Regions from separate parts of the Rattus norvegicus genome. Here region 1 is linked to region 2. The links are chromatin contacts, called in public Hi-C maps. All regions are on one chromosome and are shown on one strand. The core of a region is the stretch at or near the end of the contact, and the rest is flanking DNA. Distances in the headings are between cores, read along the strand shown.

Region 1 (5,027 bases), core at 72-2,571, 640 kb after region 2:
GAAACAAGTTGAAGAACTATAGTTGTCTATTGAATCGTATCAGGTGCTTGAAACATTTGGAATAACTTTATTTACACTGAAAACAGTCATCTTGAGAGAGGGGCCGTAGACACACAGAGGCCCACCTGCCCCCTTTTGGTGCAGTGCAGGAAGGGGGAGATGTCCAGAGACACCCCCACTGTACCACCATGCCTCATGGTGGGCTGTAGACATCTAAAGGCCCACTTGCGGGAGGGTAGAGAAGGTCACCCAGAGGCTTGTCAGTCACATGGCCCACTCTCAGTGGCAGCCACTGCAGTCTGCAAGTATGTGATGGACAGAGAGGAAAGGGAAACGGAAGAGCTTGAACATTATGAAGAGAAATGGAACTGAAGACACAAGGGTGAAGAGGAACAGCCTGCTGTGAGTCCAACACCTGAAGCCATGATGAAGTCTAGCCCATGCAGCTGCTGAGGGCCATGTCTGAGTCCATGGCCAGGCAGCAGCAGGGGTCAGGTAACAATGTTTGGGGCTCATATTACCACTACAGACCATAGGGATGTCCCTGGTCTGAGCAGCCAACCTGGTTTATATAAATGTCCAAGGGATGTGCAGAACTGGCCCTGCCCCTCATTGGCTGTGGTACGCTGGAGAGCTGGCCCCACCTCTCACCTGCTTTGGCACTTGGCAGAGTGGGCCCTGTGTTTCACCTGGGCAGCAGAGTGGAGCTGTCCCTGGTTGTGTGGGTGTGGATGATCCGGCCCTGTTGGGGGCAGGGGGGGTTGTGGGAGGGACAGATAGAGAGAGAGGGAGAGGGAGAGGGAGGGGGAGAGGGAGGGGGAGAAGGAGGAGGAGGGCAAGGAAGAGGGGGAGGTGAGAGGGAGAGGGATAGGAGGAGGAGAAGGGGGAGGGGAAGAGGGAGACGGGGAAGGGGAGGTGAGGAGAGGGGAGAGGGAGAGAGAGAGGGAGAGGGAGAGCCTGCTGCAGTGCTTGGGAAAGTGGCCCCTATGTCTCAACTGTGTAACTGGCTCTGGAGGTGTGACTGTGGGTGAGCCTGCCCAAGAGCATGAGAACAGGAGATCTGACCCTGCCAGCGGCAGCCTTGGGCAGGCTAACCTCATCGGTGCTGTAGAGCTCGCCTCAGTGGCATGGATGTCCAGGCCCAGATCTATGGCTTTGCGTTCTCCCACCCTAACATTTACATCATCTGTGAATTGTTGGAGCATGTGGAATCACCAGTCCTGCTGGTCCACAGCTGCAGGATCTCCATGACCCAGGGCAACAACAGCATAGCCGGGAAGAGTCCTGGTGAGGATCCAATACTGATGATATCACAGAAGCCAGAGGCCTTGACCCAGACCAATGACTCACTGCAACAAACGTTTGCAAATGAAGGAGTGAGGGCAGAGGGACAGACTGTGGGACGCACTGTGACAAACTGCAGCTTCCACAGTGAGATGTTGTCTATGCTCTGCTTCGCCTTGTTTGTTTTTATTTTCTTGTGCAGGGGAAGTTGCCAGGGTGGGGGGTAAATACGAGGGAACAGGGAGTTGAGTGAGACCTCACATGATGTGGAACTCACAAATCAATAAAAAGTTGAAAAAGAAACATCCAGAATAAAGAATTATTTTGAGTTTCATATCAGATTATTGAACTCTTATCTATATTAGAAACCCGCACGGAGATAGATGGTGGTCACCGTGTTAATTACAGACAGCTATTAACAAGTAGGAAAAATAGCAAATCTGCATATTTATCAGGTATCCATGCAAGCTCTCCTTCCTCATGGGCCAGCCCTGCAACAGGATTCGCCCAGGACTCATAGCAAACGGAGATACTTTGCTCAAACCCACCATCTCCTGTAATCAGCCAAGACGGAATTCCAGTGGAGGGACTGGGACACTGAGCCAGCGACAAAACCTTTGGCAGACAATTTGTCCTGACTACGAGGTGTGCCAGGGTAAAGCTGACACAAATTGTGGGAGTGGCCAAACAACGACTGGTCCAGCTTGAGGCTCACGGCATGAGAAAGCTCAGAGACCTAGTATAGAACCAAACTTGACTGGCAAATAAATAAATAAATAAATAAATAAATAAATAAATAAATAAATAAATGGGAGGGGGAGTTGTCAGTGAAATGTTTTTCCGTGATACTCTGCTATACTTAGAGATTGGTGCCTAACTAACTTGTCATCAGAGAGGCTTCATCCAACGACTGGTGGAAACAGATGTTGAGATCCACAGTCAAACAGGCAGAGCTCAGGGAATCCTGCTGAAGACAGGGGGGAAGGATTGTAGGAGCTTGTAGTAGTAAAAACTAAAAAGGGCAGAATCCTTGCTAGTTCTGCTCCCAGCGGGCTATTGGAACGAGTGCTAACTTATCTCAGAGGCTCCACACTGCCCCCATCTACTTTCTGACCCGCTGTCCGCTGTCCGTGAGCCATTCCAACACGGCACCCTGTCAGGCTGCCCCACCCTCACTCACAGCTCTCTTGGCTGGTTTCCCCCACGCCAGGCATACACATCCCAATTCTGTGGCGGCCCGGTGTGTCCAGCCACCATACACTCTCTTGAACTTAAGTCGCCACATGAAAGAGCACATCACACAATATCCTCTGATCCAATTGATAAGATATAATTTGCCCATCTGGACAACACAAAATCCTGTACACACCCATCCCTTAAGAATCGTCATAACGACCTGTAATATGTGCAGAGGGGAGTCTTAACATCGGCCGCCACGTTCTCTCTGCTCCCTCCTCTCTCCAGCCTCCTCTGCCCCTCTAAAACTTTTCTCCCGCCCATCTTTCCTTCTCATCCAATGGCAGGCCTCATTCTATCCTGTACATGCCTTCACCTGCATAATGACATCAACCTACAGGAGCCAAAGAAGTCAAGGACCTGGGCCCTCTGCACATGTGATGTAGTTGTGTAGCTTGGCCTTCCTGTGGTGCCCCTAACAGTAGGAGCGGGGGCTGTCTCTAACTCTTTTGCCTGCTTTTGGGACCCTTTTCCTCCCCCTAGTTGCCTCACCAAGCCTTCATACAAGGGGAGGTGCCTAATTATACTGCAACTTGATATTCCATGTGTGGTTGATATCCATGGGAGGTCTACCCTTTATCTGAAGAGAAAGGTAGAGGGGTGGAGGGGGCAAAAGGAAGGCAGAAGGTGAGAGATTAGGAGGAGAAACTGCAGTTGGGATGGTAGAAAACATTTTTTAAATATAAAAAGTTTTAAAGTAAAAACAAAACAAACAAAAAAGCTGGTTGATGGCTCAGTAATTAAGAGCTCTGGTTGTCATTCTAGAGGACCTGGATTTGGTCATCAGCGCCCACTGGCAGCTCACAACCATCTGTAACTCCAATTCCAGGGGATCTGACACCCTCTTCTGGCTTCTGTGGACACCAAACATGCAGGGTACGCATACATACATGCAGGCAAAACATTCATATACACGAAAGAAGAATAAATACATCTTGAAAATGTAATACAAAAGAACATCGGGGGTGAACACTTGGTGCTTTATTACTTTTCTGTTCTCTTATTTTGTAGCGAGCTCATATTGTTGAATTTTTCTCCTGTTCCTCTTTTAAGGAAATCACCTACCTGATTGGGTAGGTAGGTGTGGCAGTTTAAATGAGAATGGCTACCGTAGGCTCACATGTTTGAATAACTGGTCCTCTTTTTGTAGAACTGTTTGGGAAGGATTCGGAGGTGTGGCCTTGTTGAAGAAAGTGTGTCGGTGAAGGTGGTTTCAAAAGCTCGCACAATTCCTAGCTAGCTCTCTCTGCATGCTACTCTTGGTTAAAGATGTGAGTTCTTAGCCACCGCTCCAACTCCATTCATGCCTGCCTGCCTGCTGCCATTCTTCCCAACATGAGGGTCTAACCCTCTAGAACTGTAAGCCCCTACAAACTTTTCTATGAGTTTCCTTGGTCCCGGTGTCTCTTCATAGCAACAGAACAGTGGAGAAGACACTGGCAGAGAACCTTAGCATAGAAGAAAACAAGTCCGCTTACGATTGCAGAAATATGATTCTTAAAAGACCATTCATTGTCTTTGTCCATGTGTACTGCTGTGATAAAGTACATTAAACTGGTCATTTTCAAAGAATAGAAATTCAATACTCACAGTTCTGGAGACCAAGAGGTCTGAGATCAAGGTTTCAGAAAATCCCACTTTTTTCTGAAGACTTAAGCTTTACTTTCCAGGTGGTTCCTGGTTACCCTGTCTTCACATAACGGGAGGGATTGGATGGGAAATACTCACTCACTCGAGCCCTTCTATAAGGGTACTGAGGGTATTGCCCACATGGTTGAATTGTCACTCAAAGCATCACCATTTTCAAAATATATGTATATACTGTTAATTCCATAAGTTTTTCAGGCAACCTGATTGGACCATATTCATTCCCACCTCCCATCTTTCCTCTAAACCCACCCCAATTTTGTATCTTTTCTTATTAAAGGAGATACTATCTAACAGTAAATGTTTTGGTCCTCTGGCTCTTAAAATCTTCCTGTTCCCTCTTCTAAGATGTCCCCCGAGTCTTACTGTAGGACCTGTGCTGTAGATGTATCCACTGGGCCGATCACTCCAAAGACGGCTGTTCTCTGACCTTTGACCAGTTGTGGCTTTCTGTGACGGCTTCTGTCTGTTGCAAAAAGAAGCTTCTTTCACGGGCAGTGAGAAGTCTGCTTAGCTGTGGGAGTAAGGATACGTGCTTAGAATGCAGCTAGAAGTTAGACTGCCCAAGGGAAGCTGGTTCTCTTCTAGGGTCTTTGGCCTCACCAGCAGTTGGTAGCTGGCTGGGTTAACAGGTGTGAATTCCCTCACCAAGCCTTAAATCTAACCAGGTAGCCATTGGTTACCTCCAGGATGCAAACACCACTATTACGCCTTTTAAAATATCTCGTCGTTCTGATCATTGATGGATGAGGCTACTGATCTCTGAGGCCATCTGCTTTTAAGACTGTTGCTTTGAGGGGTATATTCCAATATAAGTTTTGGGGGACTAACAACATTCAGAACTGAGCAGTTATCATAAT
Region 2 (5,360 bases), core at 213-2,712:
TCAGGCTCTGTTAGACCACGAAAGGGGAGTTAAGGCTTTTGGGGAGATGCAGATTGAAGGCCTGTTCGCTTTGCTTGGCGAGGGTGGCTCAGATGAAGCTCCATTTTTTATGGAGCCCCATGTCCTTTGGGGCACTGTCGGGACAGATGGTGTCTGTCGCTTAAGGCAAGTAGTGACCTGGACCACTAGGCTTTCCCCATGTTTTCTTGCCTCCAAAGTCCATGCCACTGATGACCAGTTATTTCTGTCCCTCTTCCCGAGGATCGTTCTCTACTTCAGATTCCAACACCCACCCCACGGTGGAAACCAGCTCCACTGTAGAACTGACTGCCAGGTTTTCAGTATTTTTCCTCTGAGCCCGACCAGTGGCCAGATGCTTGGTATGCAGCTAACACACTTGGCTAACTCAGCTGCCGGGGACTGTGTTTAGCCATTTCCATCTCTGTGGAGTTGGCCCAAGGACTAAAGGCCAAAAAGCATTCAGTGAAACCTAAGCTGGCTGTAAGGTGAGAGCATCGGGGTTTGAAGTTCAAACAGTTGCGCACCAGAATAAGATGAATGCCTTTCCTTTCCTGTGTTGCATGGTAGCGGTTGGCCTGAGTGAGTGCGCACGGAATAGGGTCTAGGGGGAATGAGATCAAGTGAAACTTGATGTCTTAGACTCGTGGTTCTCAACCTGTGGGTCGCAACCCCTCAAGCAACCTGTCCATACGGTTTGCACGTCAGACACCCTGCATATCAGATATTTGCATTATGATTCGTAACAGTAGCAAAAATATGCTTGTGAAGTAGCAATGAAATTAATTTTATGGTTGGGGGTCACCACAACATGAGAAACTGTATCAAAGGGTCCAGCGTCAGGAAGGTTGAGAACCACTGCTTTAGACTCTTTCCTTTTCTCTTTTCTTTTCTCTTCTTTTCTTTTCTCTTCTTTTCTTTTCTTTTCTTTTCTTTTTTCTTTTCTTTTCTTTTGGAGCTGGGTACTGAACCCAGGGCCTTGCGTTTGCTAGGCAAGCACTCTACCACTGAGCTAAATCCCCAACCCCTGCTTTAGACTCTTAAATGCCAGGGGAAAGTGTCTTGACGTCCTTGGTGAATTAGGTGTTATTCACAAGTGTGGCCTCTGTGCTCCCTGGAACCCATTCTCCAGAGTGTTTTGAGTCATCAGGCTTTTTTGGATATGGCTTGGAGTGTTAGAACACCAGATGATACATCTGCGTGTGGCAGCTTGTTCAGCTGCACCCTTAGCGCCCCCAGCTCTGTAGTAACTACTCCAGAATTGTTTTGAAAATTTAGACCAGTGAGCTCAGCAGCCTCATCCCTACTTACTCCCCGAACACCAGGCCCTTCCCTGCTAATTTTGTTGCATGTTTGTTTACTGTGGTCGCCCTCTCTGCAGGGGGTGCTCAGCCGCTGTCAGTGCACTGCTAGGAGGAGGGAGGGCAAAGTCCAGAGTGGAGAGTCCACACAGCCTGTGTTTACCTTTGGGGCATCAGACACCCGACCAGAACCGGAAACAGTAGTGTCTGGGGTAAATGCTGTGGTTACTGACTGGGTGCAACCACTGTACATCTGGAAGAGGGAGTCAGGAACCCTCAGGATGTTTGGGTGCCAGGTGGAGAGAGAGAGAGGCAGAGCCCAGGATAGAGCAGGGTCTGATTGGGAGCGAGGGGAGAATACTGGAGGGGCTTGAGGAGAGAAAGCCTTTTTTGGGAGTTTTAGGGTTTAGTTCTTCGAGGCTATCCTTGCTGGTTCATATTGCTTTAGTTGGTGGTGGGTGTAAATGCACACACTTTATTTGGGGGTGAACTAGGGATTATAGACTCCTTGTGGGGAAGGAATACCCAGGAAGGGAAGGTCACTGGCTGAAGGCTTAGGGCGCTGAAATGCCTTGTGAGCATGGGGAAGCACTCCAGGTGTTACTATGTGACCAGGTGTCCGGTGCTCCTCTCGGTTGGGTGTTGTGGCTATGTGTTCCAGAGCAGGTACAGAGATAGATAGGAAGTGGCTCGACACCTATTCTCAAATTTCTTGAGATTTCCAGAATCTAAGCTCCCCCAGCCTTATCAGTTCCTATGTCTGTCTGGTAGCACGGTCCTACCCACCTTATACATGTTAGCTCTGAGTATGCCTTCCGTTGTCTGCTGAAAGGTCAAGCTGGGTCAAGCTTCTCCAAAGCTGCACACTAAGCCGTGTCAGCTGAATGTGTGGAGGGATGTGCCCCAGGAGCTCCTTCTCTGGTGTTTTCCACCTACTTGATCCTGGGGGGCCACAGCTATCAACTTGTGTGGGGTGCATATACTGGTGCTCCCAGGAAGACACTCCAGGGGTTGGTGGGGATCCTCTTGGTAAACTTCTTCACTTAACCCTGCCAGCGCAGAGGTAGGAGAGTGTTTCCTGCTTTTCAGTATAGCAGACAGAATAACGGCCCCAGAAATGTACGTCTTCTAATCTCTGAAGCCCGTGAAATGTCGAGGAGGAGGTGGAGTTGTGGGCAGGATTTAAATGACTGACAGACTATTCTGGATTCTCTGGGGGCAAGCAATGAAATCACAAGAATGCTTTAAATGTAGGAAGCAGGGGTTGAGGCCAAAGACGGTTTAAAAAGTTACAGAAGAATGTCCCAGTCTGAGGGCTTTGAAGAAAGAAGGGCCACTAGAGACGCAGCATCCATCCTGGGTCCATGAAGGACAGGGCCAAAGTCTATAGGAAGAATAAGCTTTGCAGCTGTTGAAAACATCCCATCTTAGGAATGTCTCATGTGCAGACATTAGGGGATGCAAACAAAAGGTTCAAAAACCAAAACGCCGGGCTGGAGAGATGGCTCAGCGGTTAAGAGCACTGACTGCTCTTCCAGAGGTCCTGAGTTCAAATCCCAGCAACCACATGGTGGCTCACAACCATCTGTAATGAGATCTGATGTCCTCTGCTGGTGTGTCTGAAAACAACAATGTACTCACATACATAAGATAAATAAATGAATCTTTAAAAAAAAAAAAACAAAAAACAAAAAAACCAAAACGCCATTGATTTAGTTTAAGCCACCACAGTGATTTCCAGCTCCATTCAGTCCTGCGTGCACACAAAAAAGTCCCAATCCATCTCATACCCCACACAGCTTTCCATCCAGTGTTGGTTTTTGTTTACCCACCAGACTTTCCTAATTCTGTGAGCACCTTTCAAGGCCAGTCTTCCTCATTTTGATGACCCCCAAAGTCTATGACGAGCATGCTCGAAAGCTCCATAATGCTTTGTTAACACGTGAGTATGGTGGTGTGGGGGAGTGAGAAGCAGGCAGCAAGGTCAGCAGCAAGGCTGGAGCAACTGGGAACATGGGGAACCAGCCTTTGGTGAGAGAAACAGTGGATGAGGCAGATAGAGGAGGAGAGACGCTGGAGAAAGCTGGCAGATCTTGAAAACGAGGTAGGTTTGGGCATCTGCTAGTTTATGACTGGGGCAGGCTCTTCAGCCATGTGAGTTCCTCTGTCCCCTCTGCAGAGGAACAGCAGGAGAGCACGCTGTGGAGAGAGTGCTCATCACACGCCTACCTGGAACACAGCAAGTGTTCAGTGTGTGTTAGCAGACCTCCTGTCACACACACACCTACTTAGGGGAGGAGGTATGGAGGGTGTGGAGAAGAGGGTGAACATTCGCAGAAGGCTAGTCCAGTTGGACGGAAGGGGCCAGAGTCATTTAAGGATATTCAACACCCACTCCATACCTGGAAGGAAAGGCTTTATTTAAAATGAGATGGGAAGTCTTAATATGCTGAAGAGAAACGGGATTGGAGGCAGCCTGCCTTTAGTCAGGGCTTGTACTTAGCCTGCTTTGATTATAGTCTTCAATGTGCCCCAGGAGGGCTGGGGGAGGAAAAGAAGACTCAGGTTCATTCATTTTTAATATGAAGAATTGCACACCGCTCTGGGGCCCAGAAGTCTCAAGAGGCTTGTGCCGACTACATTTCTACAATTAATGAAGCCCAACAGCTGGATCGCAAGAGTTGTGATGGAGGGCCATTAGCCACAAGAGAGCAAAGGGTTCTGCAGGGCCAGGCAGGTGACTGCAGAAGGGAGGCCACTCTTAAATACTGACACCTGAGTAATCCATTTACAGGGGTACTGGGGGCAGTGGCAAAACTCCCCTTTACTGAGGTCCTCCGAGGCTCAAGTGTTTTGCCTCAGTCTTGCTTTCCCTTTTGTGGGGTGGACGGGTTATGGCACTCATGTCTAAGGATCAGACAACTAAGCATTGATATTAACATATACTAGCCAGGGGGAGGTAGAAGCAGGATTCCACACACACACGGCTGTAGTAAGCACTTCCTGCTCAGATGTTCATCTGGGCAGCGTGTGCTGCTGCCTTACAGAAGGACTTTCTTAGTTTAGACTCAGTCTAGCACCTTCCTGGTCATTAGGAGGAACAGATCCTCATGGCTGTCCTGAGCTGAGGGGGAGAGCCTGCTGCAGTTGAGGTGGAAATATTTGGTGCCTACATACTACTCTGGGCGTTGCTCGGGATGTGTCCACGGAAGACAAGTTGGTCAACTGTTTTCACTAACATTCTACACCAGTGAGAGTGGGTTTCGGCATTTAGTTGAAAGCTTGAATGGATGGCTTCCTCTAGCAGGAAGGGATTCCTCCTGCCTGGCATCAAATGAGGACACTGAACATTTCCCTGCCTTCTTGAAGTGGAAACATTTGTTCTTCCTGGGTCTCCAGCTTGCTGGCTTACCCCTCAGGACTCAGGACTTATCAGCCAATGTGTGATATGTGCATATCTATGAATGTCATATGTGCATATGTCTAGGAATGGCATTCCCTACAGACATGCATGTGTAGTAGAATGTATAATGCACCCTGCAGAGTACTGCATGCACAGTAGCAGCTGTGGTAAAGCAGGCAAACTCTATGCTCCTCAAAGTGCAGATGAAGGCTGTATTTATAGAAACGTGGCCTTGAAGCACATAGTGTGTATTCCTTGCACTGTGGTCCCAATGATTCAAATAAAGGACAAGTCGAAGTGGCCAGGCTTTGGTGGACAAAGGTGTGTCCACTCCTGTACATAGAGTATAAGGTTGCCAGAGCCGGATGTTCATCAGAGCCCTTGCAGTGCACCATGGGTCACACTGGTGACTGGTGGCCGGTTTGGGTGCTTTCCTTCTCTTAGCTCGGGTGAAGGAGGAACAGGAGAGACGAGTTACATGGGACAGAAGCTGCATGACGCAGATGTAAAGGGATGATATCAAAGCTAGTCTCGGTTCCTAGCAAGGAGAGTCAACCGTGAACAACATACAAAGGATGTAGCTATGACTTTAATTATCTAAACCGTATTTCTAATAATGGTTCTTAAATGTTTTAATC

The links. A called contact is a pair of places that touch in the nucleus more often than the background predicts.
Region 1: a Hi-C map of hepatocytes shows a contact between it and region 2, with 3 times the contacts expected there. The contact joins two enhancer-like sites. A contact is called at or near these places in 8 of 12 Hi-C or Micro-C datasets (the A7r5 cell line, Schwann cells, hepatocytes and 3 more) and 1 of 1 datasets of contacts at active chromatin or transcription factors (oligodendrocytes).

Annotation. Positions count from the first base shown.
Region 1 is chr15:24,125,085-24,130,111 of GRCr8, forward strand. No RefSeq gene overlaps it. Among named protein-coding and RNA genes, the nearest start is that of Tmem260, 86 kb to the right of the region's middle. Within about 2 kb of position 1,322, at least 6 of the 93 cell types and tissues checked have an H3K27ac peak or open chromatin away from gene starts, as enhancers often do. A contact at or near this core is called in hepatocytes, where this site is marked.
Region 2 is chr15:23,486,844-23,492,203 of GRCr8, forward strand. No RefSeq gene overlaps it. Among named protein-coding and RNA genes, the nearest start is that of Ktn1, 97 kb to the left of the region's middle. Within about 2 kb of position 1,463, at least 5 of the 93 cell types and tissues checked have an H3K27ac peak or open chromatin away from gene starts, as enhancers often do. A contact at or near this core is called in hepatocytes, where this site is marked.